Regions from separate parts of the Oncorhynchus mykiss genome. Here region 1 is linked to region 2. Evidence: chromatin contacts called from public Hi-C data. All regions are on one chromosome and are shown on one strand. Each heading gives the region's core, a stretch centred on a gene start, on an enhancer-like site or on the middle of the called end of the contact. The rest is flanking DNA. Distances are from core to core; before and after follow the strand shown.

The links. Hi-C and Micro-C count contacts between places; a contact is called where the count stands out from the background.
Region 1: a Hi-C map of liver shows a contact between it and region 2, with 3 times the contacts expected there. The contact joins the promoter of adprm here to the promoter of pts in region 2. A contact is called at or near these places in 2 of 3 Hi-C or Micro-C datasets (blood and liver).

What each region holds. Positions count from the first base shown.
Region 1 is chr20:7,672,959-7,679,705 of USDA_OmykA_1.1, reverse strand. adprm (manganese-dependent ADP-ribose/CDP-alcohol diphosphatase) reads right to left here and starts at 5,357. Exons shown (of 3, transcript XM_021575571.2): 1 at 4,510-5,357; 2 at 4,081-4,203; 3 at 2,701-3,961. The coding sequence starts at 5,086. The coding sequence ends at 3,672. map2k4b (dual specificity mitogen-activated protein kinase kinase 4b) reads right to left here and starts at 1,891. Exons shown (of 13, transcript XM_021575569.2): 1 at 1,589-1,891; 2 at 615-650. The coding sequence starts at 1,706.
Region 2 is chr20:7,522,816-7,529,585 of USDA_OmykA_1.1, reverse strand. pts (6-pyruvoyl tetrahydrobiopterin synthase) reads right to left here and starts at 4,064. Exons shown (of 7, transcript XM_021575572.2): 1 at 3,564-4,064; 2 at 3,194-3,275; 3 at 2,759-2,838; 4 at 2,555-2,577; 5 at 2,304-2,360; 6 at 2,032-2,102; 7 at 901-1,911. The coding sequence starts at 3,657. The coding sequence ends at 1,788.

The sequences.
Region 1 (6,747 bases), core at 4,108-6,607, 150 kb before region 2:
AGACATTTTACTACATTTTGGCTTTGCGCTCTTTTACTGTAAAACATGGGAGTGTTTTCCAATAGGTTTCGAAAAATCGGCTAATCTGGTTATCCCTGTGATTAGGAATTTAGCCTGTTAAATTTAGCAACAGTTGCTGTTCCGCAACAGTGCAACATAGGCGCAACATGTAGTTGAAGATGAATACATTGATTCTGTGTGATTTACAGGTGGATAGAGAGTGAGTTAACAACAGGAAGATCTATGTCATCTGGATGGAAGTCGTCAATCTACTACTATCTACCCTAGCTTTCAATGGCAAGTGAGGGCTGGTCGTGTTATTTGTGTATTCATGCTACCCTACAAATATTTGGCCAAGATATTGAGCCTCATATTAGGCTACAACAATGAGTTTATTTCAGGAGCTATGGAATGGTGGGAAATCTCTAACCTAGAACCCATACCAGTGAATGGAAACATACAGAATGGGGAACTCAATGAGGAAATCAAAATCAAAAAAGGGAAATGGGGACTGAGACAATGGTAAATCATATTCCACTAAGATGAACAGAACATCGCATCAACAACAACCTAGTAATATTCTACTGAAATCCTATTAAAAAAATCCATAGTACCTGTTTCGTTTTGACACCTCCAGCACGTGTTGATTTCTGAAATGTTTAAAATAAAGCGGAACATTTGCGACAGACATCTACAACTGCATTTGTCAAAGTAGGCCTAGATTAATAGCACTAAAACACTGATCACAGACTGCAACATTACACAACAGTGACAATTAAGCAATAATGCACGAGGGGATGTGGTATATGGCCAATATACCACGGCTAAGGGCTGTTCTTATGCACAATTTAGCACCAAGTGCCTGGATATACCACAGCTAAGTGCTATGTTGGCCATATACCACAAACCCCCGATGTGCCTTATTGCTATTATAAACTGGTTACCAATGTAATTAGAGCAGTAAAAAAATACATGTTTTGTCATACCCGTTGTATACGGTCTGATATACCACGGCTGTCAGCCAATCAGACTTACAGGTCTCAAATCACCCAGTTTATAATAAACAATATAGCGCTGACATGTCAATGCCAATTATGTCTCAATATTTCCAAGGGAAAATATACATAGAAACACAAAGTAATTAAATTTGTGATCATCTACATGCAAAATTAATTCGCTAACAAAACAGTAGTACATAGCCTATTTACGTTTGGTGAAAGAGAAAACATCAATTTCTCAAGCTGGTACTAGGCCCTGTCTTTAGTGGTGGATGCAGCGACTAACTCGACTAAAATCGATTAATGGAAACTCAAATGCAGTGAAACGTCCGTAACTACAATGTAACAATTGTCAGATGGCGCGATCACGTTTCAGTAGTTGTAACATTGTTACAGTACACTGCGCAGAAAATTACAATGTTGCAACAAATGGCCGAGGCGCTACATTTAGCAGCATATAGCTAGCTGCATCTCTTCTATGTAGCTTAGCCTCTCGGGGCAATGGTAGCTAGGCTAGCCAAGTCATGTTTTTCAGCAGCTAAATAACTCTGATCAAGTAGAAAATCGACATTTCGGGCATCTGCTCTTACCTTGCATGTTGCTGACGGTGGTCATGTGTTGTGTTTGCGGGTGATGATGGTGCGAGGTGGATCCTGCGATGTTGCTGTTGGAGGTTGTTGAGTTGCTGTTGGAACTGGGAGACGCCATTGTTGTGTTCGATTCCAGCAGCGCTCAGGCTGCAATGCAGGCAGAGTAAACTTCGCCCTCTCTCGCTCCACACGGGACACTGCGCCAGCCGAGCGAACGCAGCACAGCATACGACGGCCACGTCTATGGATGTGCTATGGCACCCGATTCTGCACCATGGACACTCCTGAGTCACGGAAGACAGTGCGTAACAGTTAGCCTACGCCAGATGGGGCGGGGGTTTCCATTGGGCTGGTATAATGGGACGCCCAGCAAATACTATATATATATATATATACACACTTTTTAAAAATGTAACCAGGCAAGTCAGTTAAGAACAAATTCTTGTTTACAAGATGATCGGTTGTGATGCAGCCTGAATTCGAACCAGGGTGTCTGTAGTGACGCCACTCGGGAGCCCATATTTTTGAGTCGAGTAATCCAGTTGATATGGCTACAGGGAAGGCTATGAACGAACATACTAATTTATTGAATGGGGGTTATGGAGGCATTGTAAGGTTGGCCCAGGGCCAGCAGAATATTGTCCTTGTTCAACGCAGTTTCCTATGGGCGTTTGTCTGAAGCTGGTGTGAGGTATGACGGGTCAGTGGAAAGATCAAATATAGTGTAGCATATATCAGGGCTACCGGTCAGGGCTCCCGGTCAGGGCTACCGGTCAGGGCTCCCGGTCAGGGCTACCGGTCAGGGCTACCCCCTGAATATGTTACAATAAGAAAGGAAATGTATGAAAGGGTTTAAGTAGTAGAATAAAGAAAAATACATTTCTTAAAGTGTGATCTGCCGTGAGCCTCCTCCAGCCGTGAGTCTCCTGTTGCCTTCCACAGGGATGCTGGTTCCACAGGGATGCTGGCCCATGGTGACTCCAATGCTTCCCACCGTTGTGTCAAGTTGGTTGAATGTCTTTTGGTGCTTCTTATACTCTTAGCCCCATGGCAGTCATGTGCTTTGGATAAATGTATCAAATGGCATATATTTAGTAATGACAATAAACTTAATTTGCATAACTATTACAGGAACATTTAGAAATCAAATTACATTTATTGAAGGTAAAATAATGAACCCCTTACAGCGCAATACACAGATTAATCCATTTACTCTTGTCATAGCATTCATTTTTCATAGGTAATTATCAATAGGTCTATCACCACAATAACATAATTTATAGCTACAATATCAACTTATTGAGGTAACATATTATGAGAGAAAGTGTGTTTATGTGTTATGAAGAGACATTCTCCCACTCTTTGGCACCCAATCTCAGGCCAGATGGAATGTGCAACATGTTTTATCAGTACCTGTTGTCTTCCACTTAAATCAATATTGGTATAAAGAGTTATTTTAACCACTGGCCCATTTTAACTCAGAAAATGAAATATGTATATACACCCCCCCCCCCCCCCCCCCCCCCCCCCCCCTCCTCCTCAGAACAGCCTCAATTCGTCAGGGCATGGACTCTACAAGGTGTCGAAAGCGTTCCACAGGGATGCTGGCCCATGGTGACACTAATGCTTCCCACAGTTGTGTCAAGTTGGTTGAATGTCTTTTTGATAGTGGACCATTCTTGATACACTGGGGAAACGGTTGAGCGTGAAAAACGCAGCAGCGTTGCAGTTCTTGACACAAACCAGTGCACCTGGTACCTACTACCATACCCCGTTCAAAGGCACTTACATATTTTGTCTTCCCCATTCACCCTCTGAATGGCACACATACACAATCCATGTCTCAATTGTCTTACGGCTTCAAAAATCCTTATTGAACCTGTCTCCTCCCCTTCATCTACACTGACCGAAGTGAAATTAACAAGTGACATCAATAAGGGATCATAGCTTTTACCTGGATTCACCTGGTCAGTCTATGTCATGGAAAGAGCAGGTGTCCTTTATGTTTGGTATACTCTGTATATGAGGACCCAAGGAATTGTCCCTCCCCAGATTCCGTACAGCCGTAGAATCTTTGGCATTATCATGGATACATCAGTATTCTATCAGACATCCTTCCATATCCCTTTAAAAACATTCTGTCCTCATACACAGAGACTGTACCAAAGGCATCACTGTCCGGGGGGGTCTCTATCACCCCCTCCAGTGTTAGGTAGTGCACTCCGGAGTCATCTCTGTGATAGCCTCCATCATGGTCGTGTCCTGCCATGAAGCAGACTACACTCTTATGGGCCTGGAGTATGGAGAGCAGCGCATCGTAGTTCCAGGCTAGGCAGATAGGATCTGTAGAGCTGGGGTGGATAGGGAGATGGCCTGTACAAGAAAACAGTCAACATTATTTAGTCAATTCGTCTATTGAGTCACATTAGGGATTTCAAATGTCATGATGACTGCTATGACATTTGTTATGTAGGCCTCATGACTTGACTTACTGACAATGGTGACCCTCTCCAGTTTGTTGTCTGCCAACGACAAAACTCCTTCCAGCCAGTCCAGCTGATCTTGACTGAATCCTCCATTGAACTTCACAAACCTTTGCTCCATCCCCACAGGTGCTAAAACATATGGAGAAAGACATTATTAAACAAATGTCAAACACTTCAATTCACATGAAACACCTCTTATTCTCAGGGCCTACTGTGGCATTAGGTTCTCCACAGTCAAGCTACATGGAATTGTGCAGTGTCAATAAATTAGTAGCTACTAGTGGTAGGCTATTCTGCTCATAAGTGATGATGAGATTAGTGTAGCACTTGTGCGGGAACAGTGTTTAAAACTAGCTACCCTGCAGTTAACAGGGCAAGTGCACTACCTGTGCTATAGGCTAAAGGTCCAGACCTCCTGACTAACAGTAGACCTACCTGGGGGATGGTTCAGATCTTCATTGTCATTGTGGGCTTTTAAAATAGCAATAGCCTGCTGGTATTTCAGACTGGACTCCTCTCTCCCTAGTAGGCTCACATCATAGGCATCCAAAACGACAAATCGGTATTTGGGGGCTGGACTGAAATGATATGCATAGATTTCACAGCTGCTGAGATGCCCCCCTCCTGCTTCAGAATCTGTAGTACTATTGAGAACCGACCGCATTAGGGTGTCTCTGCTAAAGTTATAAAACTCATGGTTGCCCCACACGTGGTGGACTTCAACCGGAGAGGAGTCAAACTCTTTCATCACCGTTTCCAGGGCTCGCTCTGATGCGTCGTGCCTCTTGTTGAAGCCATCGATAATGTCACCGAGCTGAAGGATGAACCGGGGTTTGACAGTATCCGCGCTCCACCTTTTCTGTGCATTGTGCAATAGGCGAAGACTGTTCCTGTAGTATCGTTTCCTTGAGCGTTTGAAATTGAAGCCATCATCTATGTCGGCGTATTGAATGTCTGCGATTATTCCAAATGTAAACAGTGGTTTGTCGCAGTTCTCCATTCCGGTTGTCATGATGTTATTGATCAAACTTCTACTTTTAGTCCACTTGAGAAAGCTAGCTAACCTTCTAACATTTTTGACCGCTGCCAGAACGCTTCTTTATTCTACCTACTAGAATGGAGTGAAGGTTGCCAGGATATTCTGTGGCTGTTGTCCTCTTGTACTAGATACTGTACGTTGTTTCAATGTCAATTGATACAGTTAGGTTACAGTTTCTCTAAAACGCCGGTAGAGTTGTTACATGTCCGACTGCACTAGTATTCTGCCAGCAGCACACATGATAACGTCACGTTTGTATGAGAAAACTTTCAAAATAAAAGCCCGCAGTTCAAAACATTGCAAGGTGAATAACTACTGTCAACAACTATTTCATTCAATAGATATGGAATCGAATCAATGGCCACTTTTATTGTGCGAACAAGAACATACAATAAGCAATTCATGAAAACAAATACAACATCTGGTTTAAAAAACATTTTTTAAGACCAATATAACAAAAAAAATACTACGTTGACACGTATTTTGGGCTGTAGAAAGACAACTTTTCTAACTGTGTCAGCTAAAGTGGGGTAGGAAATACTCAGTAGGGTCTCTAACTGTATCGTACATATCCAGCAGCACTTCGTATTCCACCACTTGTATAGCCCCAATGCAATACACTGTAACATACTGTACATGGGATACATATTGGCTTGTAGAGAGAAAACTTTTATTCCTGTCTCAGTTTATTGCATTGGGGTCTATGGAACGGTGGAGAACGAAGTGCTGCTAGATATTTACGACAAAGCCCCCCTCCAAAACTGCATATTTGGTTAGTAGAGACCCTACTGAGTAGAAAAATTATCTCTACAAACCAACATGTATCCCATGTACAGTATAATGCATTGGGGGCTATGGAGGGGTCGGCGAAAATGCGTGCGACTCAGTCCCCCTCAAAAACTAACCATATTTGGTTAGTAGCGAACCTACTGAGTATTTCCGACGCTGTATAAATAATACAAAATAATAAAAAGCGTCAAAATATCTATTTATTTCTTCAAATGTGGTTGCAATGCTGTGAAAAACAGTTGTACTACACCCCAAAAAAACGATATTCTCAAAGTTTAGCATGTCTTTGCAGGGGAACTCTTATTTTGAGAAAGACATATCCTCGATCCAGCTGCCAGCATAATATCCTGATGCTAGAAGAACGGTAATTCCGACTACTGTCAGTGCAGTTGTTCACGAACATCCCAACTGCGCTGCAACTGCGCAGTATTAGATACAGTATTGGGATTGCATGGCAGGCTACTTAAACAACAGACAAGTACTGCACTACCACCAAATGCACGGGACTCTCGTGAAATATTGAACAGGGCCATAGACAAATCTAGCAGGTATAGTAATGTGGCTCTACTGACTCATCAAAAAATGTGAAAGTGACCTCCCCCGTATTTTCACAGTGTTGACACTAGAAGGTAGTAATACTACACCCCACTGGCTATTGAACCGGGTCACACAGTAAACTAAATATGTCTTTAGTCTTTACATGTTTATATTAATCACATAGACCTAGAGGTGTGTTTGAACTCGCCCACTATTCAGGCTGTTTCATGTTTTATTAAGATCCTAAAAAACAATTGACCTTTCGCTAAATTCTGCCCCCCTTGGTTACTGTTGCAACCTCAAACAAC
Region 2 (6,770 bases), core at 2,815-5,314:
GGCTTCTCGTTAACGTCATAGTTCCCGCTTGCACTATCTCCATAAATCACGTAAGGGCGGTCTGGTGTTAAGGTGCCGGGATATACTACAGTATATACATGCTTTATTCATCTGTGGAGGAGCTCATAACAAGAAGACCGAGATGGTGGGGACTGTAGTTCATGTTCCAGGGCTGTGCATGTATAAGATCATACTGTAGGATCTTATACAAGTCACGAGATCTAATCCTTTTTAAAAGGAAAGTAAAGAGAGCCACTCCAGGTCCATGTGAGACACTCCAGAATATTGTGCCCCAACAATTAACGAAATATGGTAGCCTACTGTTCAATATTGCAAGTCTTTGCTAGGTAAAGCCCCGCCTTATCTCAGTTCACTGGTCACCATAGCAGCACCCACCCGTAGCACACGTTCCAGCAGGTATATTGCACTGGTCATCCCCAAAGTCAACACTTACTTTGGCCACCTTTCCTTCCAGTTCTCTACTGCCAATGACTCAAACAAATTGCAAAACAAAATCTTATATCTTCCTCTCTAACTTTAAGCATCTGCTGTCTGAGCAGCTAACCGATCACTGTACCTGTACACAGCCAATCTGTAAACAGCACACCCAACTACCTCATCCCCATATTATTACTTACCCTCTTGCACCCCACTAGCTCTACTTGCACATCCATCACTCCAGTATTAATGCTAAATTGTAACTATTTTCACCTCTATGGCCTATTTATTGCCTACCTCCCTACATTTGCACACACTGTACATATATTTTAATATTTTATTTTGTGTTATTGACTGTATGTTTGTTTATGTGTAACTCTGTGTTGTCTTTGTCGCACTGCTTTGCTTTATCTTGGCCAGGTCGCAGTTGTAAATGAGAACTTGCTCAACTTGCCTACCCGGTTAAATAAAAGGTGATTTTTTTTTTTTTTTTTTTAAATGGTAATTGATCAATATCAGTTGATGAGAATTTAGAATGAAACAATAAGCATTTATGGCTTTTCTAAGCCCATTTTAGCTTGTTCCCACAAACAGTGTGACAGTCTCTGAACCTTTTTGTTGTTGTTGATGATTTGACATACTATACCATGTCTCAAACTCATTCCACACAAGGCTTAGTCTCTGCAGGATTTTGCTCCTCCCTGTTTGTATTAACCTTTATTAAACTAGGCAAGTCAGTTAAGAACGAATTCTTATTTTTCAATGACAGCCTACCCTGGTCAAACACACGCTGGGCCAATTGTGCCAAGGTCTGTTGTGATGCCTCTAGCACTGAAATGCAGTGCCTTAGACCGCTGTGCCACTTGGGAGCCCTTGTACTTGTTTGATGAATTAAGGTCACTGATTAGCAACTCTCCTCACCTGGTTGTCTAAGTCTTAATTAAAAGAAAAAACTAAAAACCAGCAGACACTAGGCCCTCCAAGGAATGAGTTTGACACCCCTAAACTAGACATTTCAGTCAAGTCAAGCTGCTTACTGGGCTATGAGGCATTCAGATCCTGCACTCTAGTGGTCAATCTGTAGTCAGGTACATTCTAGATGTTCTCTATTGTAGATGCATTGTAGAGAGGCACAAGCAATTCCATTTATTATTATAACAAAGTTGTAGAGTGGATTGCACCAGCACATGATGCACAATACTATTCAATAGGATAACCTCAACTCTGCACTTTAATACTATCATAACACATCGCATAAGTCCATCTATGAACTCAAATGTGAGATGTGCATACTACATAATATAAATTAGTAAAGATCGTACTAATTACAAGGTACTGAAGGTGGCTGGCTATTCTCCTCGATATACAACAATGTTCTTGTCAGTCTCGTGAATCTTGACCTCGTAGAGAAGATTGGCTGGTAGCTGCTTGACCATGTTGTCCCAGATATATACAGCCACGTTTTCTGTTGTGCTGTACAGCAGACAAAAAAAAAAAAATTAAACCATGGAAACTCTGAATCACATGCTCCGAACTGAAAATCCACCCGTTACTCATAAACATAAGGCTACGGTCCAGTAGAGGAGCACACACCTGACAACATTAGCAAAGTAGGGGACGTCCTTATCCAGGTTTTTATGGTCCAACGGAATCATGATGACTTCCTGTATCAGAATTATACATGAGTTTGTAAATAACACACAAATTAATTAATGCACATTTTCCTTATTCTCTAAAATGCGCTATAAATGTGAAACTAATGAAGAAATTAATAGTCTAGCAGCCTACGCTATCAAAGCATAGCCTTCGCTTCAAATCAAAAAAGTCAAGTCCAGGATTGGATTGGAAGAAAGGGAGGGTCTCACCTCGATGTGTTGCTTCAGATCTGTAATGTTCATCACCATGCCTGTGTGACGATCGATCTGGAGATGGACAAAGAGAAGCTCTGTGACGGTCTGTGTGTTTCCAACATCCATTACCAAGGAGGCAGACTGCTTTCATATCATGAGTGTCATGTGATTTACTGGTGTGTTTATACCACTAGCAACCATGAGAATGTTTTGTAAGTCGTGTTTTTATGAATATGGTACGACGCAAAGTCTCAGGTGGGACTTACCTTTCCCCGTACCGTCACCTCTACTACAAAAATAAAAACACAACAGAGCCTTAGATAAACATTGGGTTAGACCCAGTTTGAAGTTATGGAACAGGACAGCTATGTAACCTATAGGCCAACTGTGAATCAGACAATAACTGACAACAGAATTGGTCCTATTGGTCCTACGTGCATGTTTGGATGAGACCTTGACCAATGACTGACCTTTATAGTTGTGTCCATGGCCATTGGGATTGTTGCACTTCCCAAATATCTTCTTGTTTACCTCATCACTCAACGTCGGGCTGGAGAGACAACACAATACATGAGGTTTCAATTCAACAAATATATAATAAAAACCTTTAACAATTTTAAGAAGTTGATGGCTTCGCTGTCTCTACAATAGAACTACAGATCCCATGATCTTCCGGGATTGACGCAACAGGTCATGCTTGATTCCAATTTCGTTTCGTGGCGTTAAACTCTCCCTTCTATCAAATAAAACGTCTCACTGGAAACACAATCATACCAAAATGCTTTCCATCTTGCACTCGTCTCGCAGCCTCTGCAACAGTTTCTAGATGGCAACCCTGCATTAAGCTGCCTATTGCGTCGTCGTTTACAACAACAAAAAAAGATAGAAAAGGATTGCACTGGTACCTGTGCAATCGATGGCACGCGCTGAAACTCTGGACTCGTGTGATGTATCCAATGCGCTCTGCTACTTCGTTTCTTGAATCGGCTTGTGCCATTGCAATGACAGATGAACAGAAGTAAACAATGTAATTAATAGTCGTCGCAGATGCCGTTAAATAGGTTATGCTGGGCGTGTGGAGAATCGAGTCCACGCCCCCTAGTCTTTTCAGGTCATTCAACGCTCAGCGACAATAGAGTACCACGGTATGAGTTATACTACCCATAAAACCTAGCAGTCAAACAGGGAAATGGTTCCAATAGGTTTTCCTTCATACATTCTTCCCATAGGCATTTTTTTAAAACAAACTAGGAGCTGTGTTTCGTGTAGGCTTACCCTGGCGTGACATTTTGATAACCGTGTAAATCTCTAGGCCAAGGAGACTGTCAATATATTCGCCTGTATTTACCCGCAAAACAATTCCAGCCATTACCACGAGGCCATCTTCCCTAATTAAGCGGCCACCAACCTCCTGTGCACAATACCTGTTAGCAAAGGCGTCAGCTAGAGATGACGTGCAGGAGCTTGCAGGGATTTGTAGTCTTGCATGATGCCAATTAGCGTTTTCGAATCCGAGTGTAAATACAGCCGACTATATTGATCAAAGTCACCATATCCGAGAGAGATTTACATGGTTATCAAAGGGTCAAGTCAGGGTAAGTCTACCCGAAACACAGCCCTTATTAAGTGTTTCTAAAAATTCCCTATGAGAACCATTAATGGTGGAAAACCCATTGGAACTACTCTGTTTGACGCTAGGTTTTATGAGTATTATGACAACCTCCACTGTGGGGCTCTCAACCAACTAATATTTTGCATGCAGCACAAACCCAGACATCACTTTGTATGGTAATGAGAGAACCTTCAAAATAAAAGCCCACCTTTCAAAACATTGAAGTGTGGATAACGCATAACACCCGAAGTCCCTCCGACTCACACGGAGGAAGACATTGTAATGAACTTGTCAAACACATGCTCATCTGCCTTAGGTAAGGGACTGTCATTTGTCCCAACGGCACAGGCCAATGACTGTAATACCGTTATAGACTTCCAAAGTTTTTCCGCAGCTTGAGATTGACTGAATTCTTTGGTAATGGGGTTTGCTCCCTATGCACCTGCCAATGTAAATACATTGAATGAGACAAGTAACCAGACAGGACAGAGTGTTAATGCTCTTCCCATTGATAACCAGAATGACAATGAACTTGACTCTCGCTCTGAGGACATGATACGGGGAAAATACATATTTTAAGAGAAAAAGCACACGTATACCTCCCAAAAGAAATACCTCTCTTGAAAAATACTGTCACCTAGTTGAGAAAGATGCACATAATCTCCTGGCTAAGAAACAAGAACACAAGGTATTCAGCAATATGTCGAAAGCAGAGAAAGTATCCCTTATGGAACTCAAGAATGACTCCACTATCATTATAAAACCTGCCAACAAAGGACGTGCAATAGTGATGTAAAATGCTGCAGACTATGGAAAGAAAATTCTCAGAGATGATTTATTTTGCAAAGACTCCCTGGGGATCCTACTAATCAATTCAAGTCTCTGATCCATGATGAACTGTTTTAAGTTTTTGAATGAAATGGAAATTACAAAGACAGAATTTTGCATATATGAAAGTTGCCTGCCCAACCACACCTGTCATTTACACTCTCCCCGAAATTAAAAAGACGCCAGCTATACCAGGCTGGCTTATTGTGAGTAGCAACTGATCTCTGACAGAGAACATTTCAACCTTTGTAGACCATTTTTGTGAAGCCCTGGGTGAGCTCTCTCCGCACGTACACCAGAGATCCTTGATTTTATCTCCTTAAATCTGTGGACTCTATACCAGATTTATTTATTTTTTTGTACTTTTGATGTTACCATCCTATATTCTACCTCAATGAACACCCCTTAATGCTCTACCCAGTACCAATTGTGTTGTGGACTTGGCTGAACTGGTACTAACCTCCAAGAATTTTCTCTTCAGAGGAGCCTTTTCCTCCAGACCAAAGAGACAGCAATGGGAAGCACTATGGCTCCTAATTATGCTAACATGTATCTAGGAATGTTAGCAAAACAGGTGGTGCTGAATCCAGAACTTAACCCTTTTCTTCCCAATATTTTCCTCATTCTGAGATATTTGGATGATATTTTCCTGATCTATAGTGTATACAGGGACCCAGGAAGAACTATTGGAATTCCATGCCTATCCAAACTCTATGAATGAGCACCTTAATTTCACCAATAACTATGACCTATCACAATGTGATGGTTATTATGGGCAAAACCTCCCTCTCTACAGATCTCTATAGGAAACATATGGATAGTAACACCCTCCTTAGAGGGGACCACTTCCATCCATGCCCACTCATTAAAAGTATCCCTTTAAGTCAATTCAGCCTCATTAAAAGGATATGTAGCTCTGATGCTTCGTACCAGAAACAGACCACGGATCTCAAACAAAGGTTTAAGGAAAGGACGTATTAAAGAAAATTGGGTAAAACATGACAATGATTGTTTTGAAGGGCTAACAGTTGGGAAAACCTTCAACCAAAATTGAAAGAAAAAGCAGAACGTATGCTTATACTTCACCCGATACTCACCCTTGGGGAAGGCATTTAACAGGAAGCACTGGTACATTGTTGACAATGACCCACAACTGAAACCCATCTTTAACATTCCCCACGTATTGTCTTTAAAAGACCCCCAAACGTGAGAGACATTGTGGCCAGATCTGATTACCCTCCTGAAAAAAGGGAAACCTTGGATGGGGTTTCACGAGTGAAACCTCAATCGCACTCCACACTGCCCTTTCCCACCTGGACAAAAGGAACACCTATGTGAGAATGCTGTTCATTGACTACAGGTCAGCATTCAACACCATAGTGCCCACACAGCTCATCACTAAGCTAAGGACCCTGGGACTAAACACCTCCCTCTGCAACTGGATCCTGGACTTCCTGACGGGCCGCCCCCAGGTGGTAAGCGTAGGTAATAACACATCTGCCACGCTGATCCTCAACACCGGGGATGCGTGCTTAGCCCCCTCCTGTAGTCCCGGTTCACCCACAACTGCGTGGCCAGCCACAACTCCAACACCATCATTATGTTTTCTGACGACACAACAGTAGTAGGCCTGATCACTGACAACGATGAGACAGTAGTCTATGGTTTGGGTGGTTGGAGTCTGACAATATTCCGGGCTTTCTTTTCACACCGCCTGATATAGAGGCCCTGGATGGCAGGGACTTCGGCCACATTGATGTACTGGACTGTCCTTGCAACCCTCTGTAGCGCCATGCAATCGAGGGCGTGGCTATTGCCATACCAAGCAGTGATGCGGCCAGGCAATATGATCTCAATGGTACAGCTGTAGAAACTTTTCAGGATTTGAGGGCCCATGCCAAACTTTTTCGACCTCCTGAGAGGGATGAGGCACTGTCACGCTTTCTTCACAACTGTGTGTTAGGACCATTTTAAGTCTTTAGTGATTTGTACACCAAGGAACTTGAAGCTGTATACCTGCTCCACTGCCGCCCTGTCAATGT